2 separate regions of the Mus musculus genome follow, and region 1 is linked to region 2. Evidence: chromatin contacts called from public Micro-C data. All regions are on one chromosome and are shown on one strand. The core of a region is the stretch at or near the end of the contact, and the rest is flanking DNA. Distances in the headings are between cores, read along the strand shown. Region 1 overlaps Patj (PATJ, crumbs cell polarity complex component). Region 2 overlaps Nfia (nuclear factor I/A).

The links. A called contact is a pair of places that touch in the nucleus more often than the background predicts.
Region 1: a contact with region 2 is called in a Micro-C map of brown adipocytes, with 2.4 times the contacts expected there. The contact joins two enhancer-like sites. A contact is called at or near these places in 2 of 484 Hi-C or Micro-C datasets (3T3-L1-derived adipocytes and brown adipocytes).

What each region holds. Positions count from the first base shown.
Region 1 is chr4:98,499,239-98,506,802 of GRCm38.p6, forward strand. It overlaps Patj (PATJ, crumbs cell polarity complex component), which reads left to right. Exons shown (of 44, transcript NM_172696.2): 21 at 6,444-6,567. Among named protein-coding and RNA genes, the nearest start is that of Gm40210, 77 kb to the right of the region's middle. Within about 2 kb of position 1,818, at least 8 of the 459 cell types and tissues checked have an H3K27ac peak or open chromatin away from gene starts, as enhancers often do. A contact at or near this core is called in 3T3-L1-derived adipocytes and brown adipocytes, where this site is marked.
Region 2 is chr4:98,116,371-98,123,537 of GRCm38.p6, forward strand. Nfia (nuclear factor I/A) reads left to right here. Exons shown (of 11, transcript NM_010905.3): 11 at 1-2,506. Among named protein-coding and RNA genes, the nearest start is that of Gm34784, 6.1 kb to the right of the region's middle. Within about 2 kb of position 3,156, at least 20 of the 459 cell types and tissues checked have an H3K27ac peak or open chromatin away from gene starts, as enhancers often do. A contact at or near this core is called in 3T3-L1-derived adipocytes and brown adipocytes, where this site is marked.

The sequences.
Region 1 (7,564 bases), core at 568-3,067, 380 kb after region 2:
TCTTCTCCCTGCTACAATGATGGTAGGGTGGACTTGGATCTTTACTTGCCCGCTGTTTGTACTGATGGACTTCTGGAATCATACCTTACCATGTAATCAATCATACCTTACCATGTAATCATTCATACATTATCATGTAATCTATGTTTGTTGTTTCCTACATAACTTCTCGAACCTGAAGATGACTGTGTACAGTATTTTCTGTGGCCTGTATTCTGTCAAGTCACATATGGAATTTTCTACCTGTGTAATATACATAGTTATTTCAGATTTAGGAATAAACTAAGATATGCAATGATACTATTAACATATATAATATTACAATCCTTGAGAGGATTTAAAACTATTCAAATGTATTATGAACATGTAGTTCCTAGCACCCAGTTAGGTCCTCAAGAGGGTTGAGGAACATTACTACTCTGTCCTATTAAGACTCTATTTATAGCATATAAATAATACCTAAGAAGTTCTATGTTGATTCTCCTCCACCACCCACATGCTCTTGTTTTAGGTAAAGGATGAACTATGACAGTTTCTTGTATGTGTTGTTCACCTGGCCGACCATATAAATTGTGTAAATGTCTGTATTATGTACTTTTTAGGCATATAGTTTGATGGTATTAAATACCATTGCACTGTTGTGTAACCACCATCTCTGTCCATCTCCAGAACCTTATCTTCCTTCATAGGAATGGTGAGCCCGCCAATTAATAAATGCCCTCCCCTTGCCCATTCTCCCTGGCACTAACTGTAACTCTGTCTTCTGTTTAAGAATTTGACTACTTCATAGAAGTGAAGCTGTGATAATTACCATTATATGTCTGGCTTACTTCATGAAGCATAAGCTCTTCAAGGTTCATTCATGTGTATGTCAGACGACCTCACTGAGGTAGAAGAATTAACCCTGTATGTATGTCTCAATGGAAAAATCTTTTCTTCTGACCCTCTCAGAGCTGATCCCGGAGAGTATCTGTTAAAGTGAGAGACAATGTTAGTGCAGAATTCAGAAAAGTTTTCTGTGGGTACAACAAATTGGTTTGTTTAGGATCCACAAATGAAACTTGGGGGACAAATGTGACAAGGAAATTTGTGACAGTGTTATTATTCCGGTGCTACAGGTGCTGCCACCTTCAGGCTGGAATGAGGATTGGCCTTCTGTTCTTCATGGACGTAGACCCATCCTCATTGACCTGTGACTGCTTATTTCCCACAAGTGGCCTCTTGGCATCCCCGTCTCTCCTGCCTTTGCAGTTTTTGAGACATGGGCTTACTATGTAGAACATGCTCTTGTCCACCGTGAAATGGACTTGCCTCAGTTCTCAGGTGCCTGTGTCATCCAGCCAGCTGCTGCTGCTGCTTTCAATTATGCAAGGGAAGTTCTAGAGAATGGCTTCTTTTTTGTACTTGCAAAATATATGATGGTTTTAGCCTGAAGCTTCGGCGAATGTTCTCTCATGTGCCACATTTTGGCTTTCTATGTAAATGCTGGGAACTGAACCAGGATCCTTTGAAACAGCCATATGTGCTTTTAGCTACGAAGCCATGACCTGGACCAGCAAGTTGTTCTTCAATGACAGGGTCCTCAGAAAGGGGACCAGAAGCTCAGAAGCAAATGGTAGAACATAGAGAAGATAAGAAAGTTTGAGACCAAGAGGTCTTGTCAAGCTATGTCTTGGACCAAATAAGCTCATTAAGAAGTACAGCACCTTATGTTCTATTTCTAGGAGAGAAGTGGGGCAGAGTAAGCAGAGTCTGTCATACAATAGGATCAAGGCAGCGGGAAGCTAATTAAACAAAGTTGCACAAGGGCAACGTGGTTTCTCAAGAGCATTATAAATCTAGCCTACAGCAGTCTTGGGACTGAACCATAGCCATAGTTCCCCCAAGGCCCTGGCCTCAGGCCATGACCTGCTCTGCCAAGCATATTCCTGGTTGTAGAGAAGGCTGTGTTTCTTCTCTATACATCAGTGCCCCAAGGTGTGTGATGAGTGGGTTTCAAGGCCCTGGACTAAGGATATTACTGGCTTTGCCAAACACTTCTCTATATACCAGGGCCTCAGGGGAGGCCTAGGTTGATCAGTCTAGCTCTTAGTAGAGCAGTGTCTCTAGTCCTCCACCCTATTATTCATGGATAATGTTGCTGTAAATATTGGTATATAAATACCTGCTCATCACCTGTTTTCAGTTCTCTTGGGTTGCCAAATTAAATCACAATCAGAGATTCTCCGAAGGCTTGTGGTGTTTATTTGGGAATAACAGAATAACTGAGAATGCACAGGTCATAGTGACCAGTAAGCATTTTCTAGGAGTCTAAGGCAAGTTTTTAAAAGAGAAGAATTTGCAGTCACAGTCCATTGAATATGAAGTCCCTGCTCTTGAAGTCCTAAAGTCATAGTTGGCCCAGATTATTAATGGAAATGCTTATTGGGGAGGTATTCTGTTAGAAGTGTCTTGTTGGAACTTTTGTAGAACTCACAAATACTAAGCACTATAAATGAAATGTGTATGTTCATGGGGCATGTTAAGAATGGGGCGTTTCCATAGGAAGATGTTGGGAAGAGCTGAGCATGGTACGTACATGGAGTGTATGAACCAGGTTCTGTAATCCCAACTGATGGGACGTAGAGGCGGGAGGGTGAGGAGTTCAGGGTCGGCTTTTGCTCCACAGTAAATCTGAGGTCAGTGCTAAGTTAGACCCTGATTTTAAACCAACAGAATTCAGAGACCTCAAGAAGGACCTTCAACATTGTCTCCGACAGCCAAGTATTTTCCTTTCCTCGTTCTCTGGTTCTGATCTTATGGTGATGTGACCAAAGGGATTGGGTTAGCTTTTCTCAGAGCATTGTACCATGCAATGTTCAGTGTCCAGCTTTGCCACACCCTTGCTAATGCTGGCTTGCCTGAGTTTTTCAAATTTGTGTTTGTGAGTAGCAAGTGTGCCCTACTGTGTGATTCGCTTTGAGATGACAACTTGCTCATATCCCAGTGCCTTAGTTACTGTCCTGTTGTATGAGTTGATAGCTGCCCAGCAGAAAATGTAAAGGAAGAGGCTCATTACTTCAAAGGGATTTCTACCTGTTTATTATAAGAGGGAAGGCAAAATGGCAGGAAATAGTTCTTGGTGGCAGAAATGTGGGAGAAGCTTATTCAGGGATGGTGAACAGGGAACAGAGAACACAGGCTGGAACCAGAGGTGACTGGAACCCTAAGAGGCCCATTCCTGGTGACCAGCTGCTGTCAAAATATCACTGCAGGCCCTTAAAATATGGCCTGTGGTGGGCATTGCAGACTCAAAGCAGCTCTGGCTAGCTGTGAATTCTACTTTCTCTTGCCTTAGGCCTCTCTGAGTGCTGGGGACACAGAGCAGAGATTATAGACTTGCACCAGCACATCTATCTCGTTATGACTGATTTGCATTTTGTTAATTAGTGGTTAGTGATGTTAAGCATCTTTTTTTATTGACTCAATATGTATTTGTGGGAAAACCTACTTTACAACCATCTGCCCATATTTTTTAAAGGTCTTGATTTTTTTGTTTGTGCTTTTGTTTTTGTTTTGATTTTACTTCAGTATTATTTGCCTCAGAATGATGGGGGGGGGCATTCTCTATTTATAGAGAAAATAAAAACCACAAATTCAATTTTCTAAGATCTAAGCTTGTAAATTTGCTTACTGAAAGCTGGAAAGATGGGTCAGCATCTAAGAGCACTGGTTGCTCTACCAGAGGACCTGGGTTTAGTCTCAGTACCTCCCAGGCAGGCACCAAGGTACACAGACAAGCATATAGACAAAACACTCACTCAATAAAATAAAAATAATAAAATAAAAATCTGCTTTACTAAAAGCCAAAAATATTGCAAAATGCCTTCCCTTTTACGTCCTCCATGCCTTCGTCCCTCCTTTCCTTTCTTTGAGAAGTCACTTTTCCTTTTATTCCAGTTGGACAGGACCTTACTTCTCAAGCCATGCCATCTTTGAGTTGAATGGTGCATTGTGGGCTCCATTGGTCATCTGACTTTATATTCTCTGTGATCATGATTTGTTTCGGGAAAGCTGTCAGGAATTAGCATAGTAGTTCTCAGCGTGTACTCTCTACCACTGAAGTTTGACTATTTTATTTTTAAAGGTTTTTTTTTTTTTAAGATGTCTTTATGTATGTGAGTACACTGTAGCTGTACAGATGGTTTGGGGCCTTCATGTAGTTGTTGGGAATTGAATTTTTTGGACCTCTGCTCACTCTGATCAACCCTGGTCAACCCTGCTTGCTCCGGCCAACTCAGCTCGCTCATTCCCTGCTCGCTCCAACCCAAAGATTTATTTATTATACACTGTAGTTATTTTCAGACGCACCAGAAGGGGGCATCAGATCTCATTACTGGTGGTTGTGAGCCGCCATGTGGTTGCTGGGATTTGAACTTAGGGCCTTTGGAAGAGCAGTCAGTGCTTTTACCCGCCGAGCCATCTCTCCAGCCCTATTTATTTATTTATTTGTAAGTGTATTGTCACTGTCTACAGACACCAGAAGAGGGCATCGGATCCCATTACAGATGGTTGTGAGTCACCATGTGGTTCCTGGGAATTGAACCCAGGACCTCTAGAGAAGCAGTCAGTGTTCTTAACTGCTGAGACATCTCTCTAGGCCCGAAGTCTGACTATTCTAATTCTATAGAAAGTGGATCATTAGAAAATATAACCATTCATACTTTTGAGCAATCAAAATCTCCAACAATAAAAAACAAACAATAGTCCCTGCTGTGGCGGTACTCTTGTAATTCCAGCAGTCAGTAGTTGGAGGCAGAGGATCATAGATAAGGCTAGCCAGAGTTACAGAGCTAGAGCAAGTTACAGAGTTTGGAAAAGTAAGACCGAAGTTTTAAAAATGCTAATCATTTAAGTTAATATATCTATATGGAGAGCATAAAATTTTAATTTATGATCTTCCCTCTTCCTCCCTCTCGCTCTTCCTTCTTACCCTTTCTGCCTCTCCCTCTTTCCTTCTCGCCAATAAACCTCCTTTATATTAATTTTTAAAAAATTATTCTTATAGAAATTTATGACAAATTATGTTCTATGTCTGTGGGCCAATATAACAAACATACCATTTTCTGGAGGAGGTTAACATCAGAAATGTATTTCTCATCCTGAGAAGTATAAGGATAAGGTCAGTGTGTCAGTGGTTTTGATGCTTAGGAAAGACTCAGTTTAGTTCACAGATGGAACATTCTATTATCGGGTTGTCTGGAAATCTCTTACTGGGCCTTTTCTTTCCAGTCTCTGGTCTCCTTCATTAAGGCTTCCATGCCTGGATGCCTCACTGAGACCTGCCTCTGTACACCTCTACCTGGGACAAGTGGGACCAGACAAATCCTGCTTCCTAGCTTGCAGGGCCCTGAAATTAAATTGCATTAAAAATAGATAAACAAGAGAAACATATGTGTATTTACTTCATAGCTTTATGTAGCATGGGAGCCTCGTAGCAGCTAGAGTCAGTTCCCCCGGTACTGAGTGTGGAGGAAGAATAACTTGTGAAAGTGCTGCTTGGTGTTAGGGAGAGACTTAAGGTCTCTGCTGCTTATCCTTGAAGAAGAAGTTGCTCTCTCTTTCCCTTCAGGGGCAATGTCTTTCATGAGTGGATTTCAATTCCGGCTTCTTGTAGGAAACAGCTTGAAGGTCAAAGCAATCCTTTTGTACCTGCTGTGTTTCAAGTGCATTCAATTTAAAAGTCTGTGTCTCACTACTTAACCTCTTTGAGTATTTTGATTTAACATAAGCCCTTTTGTTTTAGCATTCCAGCAGTGTATATCTGTAAAAACCCATAAAAGACGAGGCCAGAAAGGGAAGAAAAGAGGAAAGGGCACTAAGTTATCAGCAGTGTTTGTCAATCTGTCAGTTCTGGTTTGGGCGGACCTGCACGACAGGCATCTGGTGTGTGCAAGTTCAAAACCAACCTGGTTTACTCAAGTGAGACCCTGTCTGGAAAATGAAACTTAAGTTCAACAAGCAAAGAAAACAAGAGTGCTGAGGGAGCCGAGCAAAGGCCGAGAAATAGCAGCGATGTCATGGGTGTCAGAGGAACACATGTAGGATGCCATGTATCACCAAGTGACTTGATTGACAGCCAGGTCTGTCTGTCTGTCTGTTTCTACTCTGGGAGATACTGGTTTGTATTCATTTGTTAATGCTTAAAAACAAAACTCTTCCTAACTATGCAGGTTTCCAAGTCCTAGGCTCATGCAGCATTTGTTGCGACTCAGGAGAATAACCCGTGTACGGGGGATTAGGGTGGCAGGGAGGTGGGAGGTAGGAGGTGTGTGTGTGCGCTTGCGCGCAGGTGAAGCAGCTTGCAGCCTGTTATCCATTGTATCGCTGCCTGGTTTGAACAACATTGTGGTGTTTCCATTGCTTTTTAACATGCTGAATTTCGGGTTTTCTTCTTTTTCAAGATGGAAGAAACGTTTGGCCTTGATTCCCGGGCCCCCATACCGTCCTCTGAAGGAAATGGTCAACACGGCAGATTTGATGACATGGGACACCTTCATTCACTAACGAGCAGCAGCCTGGATTTAGGTTTGTGAGCTGTGTTAGATTGTGTGTAGGCCTTTCGCTTCGCTTTGTATGCAGTGTATTGTACTGTCACACTTACCTCCATTCTGCTGCTTTCACTTTTTTGAGATTAAACCATGATTACATTGTTTTCTGCTTACCTTTCGCCCTCCAGTCCCTTTCATCGCCTCACTGTGATCTTTTGAGCTTAGAACTTGTTTACCCTGTCTCGGGACAACTTTGGCTGGGAATTTCAACTTGATCCTTCAGTTTCTGTGTATGGAGAAGGCTCCATATCCTCTGCCTCATTCTCTTTGTATTATAGCATAGATGGAAGTGAGACCACCCCTTTACATGAGCTATGTCTCTCCTAATCTATGGTAAAGTATCCAATGCTATTAAGTGAAATTGCTAGCTCACTGGATGGAGCTGTTAAATATTAATAAAGGGGTGCATATTTGAAACATTTATGAAGTATTTTCATAACCATAAATTATAGTTGATTCTAGTACATTAATAACTTAGATTCCATTAAAGAATTCTGAAAGTGTTATGCCTCTCTTTGCCAACTCAGAATACCAACTTTCATATACTTTTATTCACCTAACAATGTGATGCTGACTTGTGTTCTGATATTGAGATCCCAGGTGAGACTCTTGTGCCATCATCACACCGGGACTCAGAACTGTAGGGCAGGGTCTATGCTGTCTTTCACGGCTGGAACCAGCTTGGCAGAAGCACGTCGCCATGACATCTCGTGCATTACACACAGATGGGAGAAAGCTTTAGAACACGATGAGAGTTTGCTATGAGGTCAAGACTCTGTTCTGTGACGTCCACAGGATGGAGCCTGATGGCGGACAGAGAAAGCATGCCGTGCTGGTTCTGGTTGGCCCCTCTGAGTGACCGGAGCAGGCCGTCACCGTGGAACCATACATTAGATGAGTCTGCCACTTTTCAGGCTCATAGCTGGGAAGGAATTAGAGCTTTCATTTATTTTTTATTTTATTTTATTTTTTTT
Region 2 (7,167 bases), core at 1,906-4,405:
GCATTCATCCAATTAGTGTCATGAATGTTTCCCCTTTATTTTTCCAATAAAAAAAAGCAGTGGGATGAAAATTGCTTTGATATATAGCAGGTATATTGAAGCTATTCCATAGCACTTAACTGTAGTGAATACTGTGTCACCAGTTCTGAAATCAATTTAATGTTTAATGCAAATCCATTACATGGTGCTATTACAGGCTGACAAAATGATTCACACGAATGTGACAACTCGGGCTCAGTTCACTCTGCTTCCCAACAGTGTAAATGCATAGCAGTGTTTACCTGCATGAGAACTATGCACTAATCTATCTGAAGAAAAAAAAAAACTATATCAACTTTGGTATCTACTTTCCGTTTACTTCAATCCTTGCCTTTTTGGTCATTGTTATAATGCCAGCTTTAGGACAGAAAGAATTATAAGAAAACCAGCATAATACCTGATATATTAAAATGTAGTGCCTGTGAAACCTGTATTATACTGCTCTTCTGAAGTAAGACTTTTCTACACCGGTAGCCTTCGCTGTCTGTCAGTCAGGACCTCTGGTATAGGTGATGTAAAATAACCGTACAATATTATGCATGCTATCCCATAATGCTTAGTGACTGTATGATATTACTCAGAGTTCTGTTAGACTTTTTTTCTGCCTCGGTTCTTATCGGCTAGGTTTGAGGTATTTCACTGAGAACGTGAACTCGGTCTTCCTTCCAGCTGTCGTCAGGATCTTGGAGGTGTACACTTACTTAAATTCAGTATTACTTGTGTGTGTTTTCATTTTTTTGTTGTTGTTTTTTGTTTTTGTTTTGTTTTGTTTTTTGTTTTGTTTTGTTTTCTTTTGTTTCTCCTAAGGGACAAGCATGGGTGTTTGATTTCAGAAATCAGTATCTGGTGAGATTTTTGTCTCAAAACTACCATTTGAATTTCAAGAACTCTGCTGCAAAACCACTCTGAGAATGTTTCCAAGTGAGAGTCACTTTCTTGACCCTCAAGAGAAGCTAGACGACACAGAAGAACCTTAATGGACAGTGTACCCATGCTTGATCTGTCTCACACCAGACTTCCTTGTAGTAAAAAGAAAAACAAAACAAAACAAAAGAACTTTAAGAAATCACTTAGCTGTTTAGTTACATGCACAGATGCAATATTTTCTTCAAAAATATAACTCTGTACAAACTTTGGGCCCGATTCATAAGAAAGAAGTTTGCTATTAACACGGGATTTTAAAAAATATGCTCTCTCTCTCTCTGCTCTCTCTCTCTCTCTAAATTTGGATATATTTTCTTCCCAAATTGAATATTTCCTTTGTTTAACTCCCCCCCCCCCCAATAGCACCCATTTGCCTCTCATTCTCCCAAGGGTTGCATTAAGGAAGTTGGAGGGATGCTATATGGGGACTGGATCCCAGTAAGGCTCACAAGGCTAAGGGGAACTTAAGTATGGGATACAGCACATGGATGCACCCCTCTGTGTGTCAGGCATCCTCCATGTGGACTCACTGTGCTGTTGGGACTGAAACACTAACTTTGTAAAATGTGTCTGGACCACAAGAGGATACAGGAGAAGTGCTACCTCTGATCTAACTAGAGCAAGCTCATGGCAGAAAATATCACAAACTTTAAAATGTGAAGATTCCTGTCTCTCCCGTGGTTTTAAAGGCAAGTGGTGTCCAAGAAACAGAGCATCCTTCCTGCCGTTCAACGCTCAGCTTTTCCGAAAACCTAAAGCTTGTGTTCTCTTTGCTTTGACTGCAAATTGTACTGCTCTTGTTTTTTTAATTTTTTTCTTGGTCATGGTCTGTAAATTTGCTTTTTTTCTTTCTTTCTTTTTTAACCTGTTATTGTCCACTAAAGGTCTTAGATGTCTGGCCATGTGAGAATGCAGTAAGGGGGCTGCCAGCTCTCTTCTCCCTCAGACCATTGTCTCCCCGCTGAACTCGGCTGCCTTGCCACCGAGGTGCCAGCCAGGCTAGAGGAGTGCCAGCAGGTCCCAGTAGGTCCTTAGGAAGGCTGTCAAGGCCCAGTCCATGGTTCCTTCTCTGCTTCTCCTACATACCTTTCCCATCACACATGAAAAAAGAAAAAAACAAATCTGCTCAGAGTGCCTCTGGTTTCTTTTCAAATTGTGGGGGGAAGGATTAAAAACTTCAAATGATGGAAAAAGAGATCTCTTGTGAAACGAAACGCCCCGTGTTAATAACTTGGTCTGAAATTGTTTTTATGAGCCGGGCCCCCTGTGCCTCTAGCATATGTGTATTGACTCTCATAGTTACCCTTTTCGTTTACTGTGTTCTGTGAAAACTTGTAATTGGTTGAGAATCACTGTGGGCGTCCATTCTTATCAACTAAATCTCCACAGGGTTTTTGTGCTGGTGTGGATTAGTTTAACTCTTGTATTCAACCGTTAGTGCTACCACCTTCTCACATTACAATACAATTACTGGAAGCAAGTACTGCATTTCCTATGCAACAAAAAAAGGAAAAATAAAAAAAAAATTGCTAATGCTACGGAAGCCGTGTCCTCTTTTGCTGTGTACACAATGCCTGGGGTGAGTGAGCTGTGTTGTGGGCTGGTGCTTTCCCCACAAGTCGGGCTTTCTGCGTTCACCTTGACAGATTCTAGGTGTATAGGGTCTTTCACAGGGTTCCAAGGAGAGTGTTGCTGGCCTTCTACCTGCCTGGGCCAATGCAAGCTTGCAGATCCCACCTGGAGCTTCCTGTGTGTCTGGTATGCTTGCCTATGTGATCTGTTTTTTGCTATGGGAGTCAGGAAGTGGATCCCAAGAGGGGAGGGGGTCCAAATGGCCCTGGACTATATAACTAGAAAGCACAGCCACCAGCCATGGATCCCGAGAGATACAAGGAGACAGGATCAGGTACTAAGGGTGGAATACACATGGCTGATACTTGTATCATTTTGGGGGATACAGGCGCACACCATCAGAGAGGAAATACTATGTGGCTGGTACTAGGAGCTCTGGGAGAAGAATGGCTAGTGCTAGAAATCGGGATGAAGCTGAGGTGTCTATGGAGTAAGGACTAGCTGAAGCTGGGGATCCTGGAAGCAGCTGGAGAATGCTGCACGCCTCTACCTCCTGTGACACTGTGAACAGCACACTGTTGTCACCACACTGTGGGCAGCGAGCTCTCTCCTCTCTCTCCTCCTCTTGGCTCACACCAGTGTTCCTAGTACTAGTTCCTTGTTTCTTGGCTGGAACTAGTAGTAGCTAGCCATTTAGAAAGTCTGGAAACTGAACCAAGAAAACTATCAGTCCCAGCCTCACCAGCAGAGTATAAACCAGTGAGCTAGGCAGGGAGAGACACAAACTAGGAGTACACACATTTAACCTATTTTTTTAAAGCTTGATGCCACACTGTGAGGCGAGTCTAGTTTTTATCCTCTTATAGATGAGGCTCCTGAACAGAGATTAGTAACTGGAAGCCATACAAAGAATAATCATCTGTGTGTGATTCTAATCTGAGAAGTCAGATGCCTACATTTTCCCAGTAATCACCAGATCTTCATTCTGTTAACTGCTTACCAGCAATACTGGTGAAGTGTCTACCATGTGCCAGAAACTATGCCAATGCTAAGACTAGTAAGTAAACAAAAACTGGGTATCTGTTCTTCTGAGCCATGTAGTCTAGTAGTTAAAAAAAATAAAATAAAATAAAGTCCACTCAAATCAGCCCAGCGCCACAGTCATGATGAGTCTTCACATTGTTCTGAAGGCCACTGAGGCCAGTGTCACAGATAATAACTGACAAAGCAAAAGAGGGAAGGAGACTCTTGCATAATGAGCAGTAAGGAAACACTATGTAAAATGTACCTGCATTCAAAGGGACCCCAGGGAAGGTGTATTAAACTGAAGAAAGGAAACTCTCTGGTGCAACAGGGAGTCTGACCTTGAAGTCAAGACGCTGCATGTGCTTGCAGCACATAATGGGTTTTCCCCCTCTTAAAGCACACTCATTACTGTCCTCATCACTTTGAAATGACATGTGGCAAAAACAGGAGAGACTTGTTTGGGCTCATAGTTTTGTCAGGGCTTCCATATGTCAAACTGTGGAAGGCAGGGTGGGACTCTTGGTGGTGGGAGTGTGTGAATCAGAGACCCCCTCGAATCACAATGGACCAGGAAACAGCACAGAACAGCACCAGGGAAAGTATAGCCTTCAAAGTCCTCAAGCATCCTACTTCTACCAGCCAGGCCATGACACCTAATGACCCTGGGGCCTTCAAAACACCAAGTTCCCAAACTGGGGACTAAGTATTCAAAACATGAGCCTGCAGGGGAACATTTCACCTTCAAACCACAGCAGCTTATAAAATCTTATCTATTCATTAGATTTGTGTATACTATCAAAGAAATAACCCCACATCTCACAGCAATGAAGATTTTAATCTTACTTAACACGTCTCTTGTGGGTAGCCTGAGACCTCTGCACAGGATTGCCTCATTCTAGGACGCTAGACAGAAAACAGATAGTGTTTGACCATTGCGGGAGGTATTGGCAGGATTCATAATAGCTTTTAACATCTGGAATAGACTCCCACCACTTTGGCTCACATTTCATTGGTCAAAGCCAATCACAGGAAGGCTAGAGAACAGGACTAGTCATGAGCTGGAGAGACAAAGATTAAGCTGAGTAGAGAAGAATGTTGAAGTCAGAGTGGCAGAGAGGTGACAGGCAATGAGTGCAGGTTCACAGTAGAGCACAAGTAAACATAGTAGAGACCAAAGAGGACATAAATACCTACTAATCGCTAAACGCTCACATGCCAAGCAGTTTAGGTGATTGATTTATCACCTCACATTTAGTATTTGGCTCTGACTGCAACTATTGAAGAGGCACAATCAGTCCTTACGAAGCATTCCTGACTCAAGTTAATTGAGCAACTTTCTAGTACTTGCCTTAGCATTTAAGTTAAATCATATCAGTCCCCAATCACATTGATCTTTATAATTTGGCCTCATGAAACTGAAATCTAAGTCAATCCAAATCATCTAGGTCAGGTGGTATGCAACACAGCGCTTGGACATGGGACAACATTGTAAATCAAGACCGTGGAATCAAGTACCAAACTGGCCCAGGTGACTCCTAGCTCTCCATTTTAGTAGCTCTATGGCATTGGCTGGTGCCTCAGTTTTCCTATTGGTTAGATGAGAATGATTATTACAGGATCATTATAGATATCTGACGAATTAAAATGTGTTTAGCGTAGCATATTGTAAATGCCATCACCAAAGAAAGGACCCCTGGTAAAGGTTTCAGTGCACAGTAATGCAAGTCTTCTTCTTGTTCATTCCCAGGCTGCCATTTGGCTGAATTCTGAAACCTGACTCAACTAAGCAGGAAAAGGTATCCCAAGAAATGTCGTCTAGGGTTTACATCTTGATATCTTATTTTCTGAACTCTGCTATAGTAAGGGCCTCAGTTTTTCCATCTACAAAGTGGAAATGAGTGTGGTGCCTACGGTCAAAGACCATGAGAAGGATTGAAAACAACTGATGCAAGTAGATCACCCAGCAGAGTACCAGTCATGTAAGAACCTAGTATCATGTGGTTCATCCTGGAAGAAAGCAGCCTTGACACCCTGGAGGACAGAGATGTTACAGAGAGAAGCTAAGCATAAAACCAGAGTCCCCCTAGGTGAGGTAATACAAGGCTGTAGCCTGTGAGACAGAGACAGGAGGATTATGAGTTTGTAGTTAGTTTGAACTACACACATCCTGTCTCAAGAGGGTCAATGAGGAGAGGGTGAACAGAGGAGGAGGAGGAGAAGCAGGAGGAAGAGGAGGGATGAGATGGGGAGAAGCAGGAGGAAAAAACAGATCAAAGAAACCAAGGAACTGGAGAGAATCCCACTCCCTTCTTTCATTGGTCACGGGATATTAAACACATTACTTCTCACCTTGATTTTCAGTTTCCTCACCTGCCAAGTGAATACAGTAACGTCTCTCTTCCTGGAGAAAGAAGTCCAAAGAGTGCAGTAAAGTCAAGTGAGAAAGCACTGGGAAAGGCGAGCATCAAGCATGGAGCAGACTTGAGAGAATCCAGCTCCAGGGCATCCCTGGCCCAGGTTCCATCTTCCTGGACAGGCTTGGCCAACAGAGTAACTGATTCTTATCTGCAGGAAAATGAGCCTGACTGAAGCTGTGTCAGTCATCATTGTTGAGCCTTCAAGTTCTGGCTCCTTGGTAAAAATGAACATGGCCAAGTAGGAAAGGACCCACTGGACACTGGCAGAAAGCAGGGCCTCCTTTGTTTTGTAACAGAGAAAGTATCATCTATCTCTGCATTGCATCACTCCAACCCATGTTGGCTTTGCATCCAGCACATTCAGAATGCATTCCAGTCCTGTTCAGCCAGCACTGCTCATAAAACAGCAGGCACGCTGGCTTCTACTAGCCCATTGCAGGCACATGCTGCTTAGTCTGGTGTCATCGGTGCCCACATTATGCCAATCAAGCCACTTCTTTTCCCCCAGTGAAGTCCATCCATCTTTTCCAAAGAAACACTACATTCATTACTCCTCTTCTCCATGTCTCTCATGCTCTCCCTCTCCCAGATCACCATGCCTGTCCTGTCTCCTCTTGAAGCACTCAGACTTGAGCACCTCACTCTTTTGGACAAGGCCTATTCAAATTATGCTTATTTCTGGAGTGTGTGTGTGTGTGTCTGTCTGTGTCTGTGTGTGTCTGTAAGTGTGTGTGTGTGCTACTAGAAATTGAACCTTGACCCTCACTCGTGATAAACACATGCACTACCACTCAGCTATCTCTCCAAACCTTTTCTCATTTCTTATTTTGAGACAGGATCTCACCAATTTGCCCAGGCTAGCCCAGGCTAGCTCAGGCTAACCTTGAACATACTCTATAGCCTAAGAGGACCTCCAATTTGTAGTCTTCCCACTTCAGCATTTTGAATAGCTGGGTTGCAGATCTGGTTCACATTGCAGTTCTCATTATAGAAAAATACCATGTGTTTATAAATTTAGAATTGGCAAATAAACTAATACTTATCTACAATCTATCGATTTACAATCAACATAGGCCTGTCTGCCCTTTCTCTTCTTTCTATCCATGTTCAGACTATTCTGAAGCAAATCTCAGTTAGTATGTAATTCCATTTCTATTTGTGACTACATCCCCAAAAGACAAGATTCTTT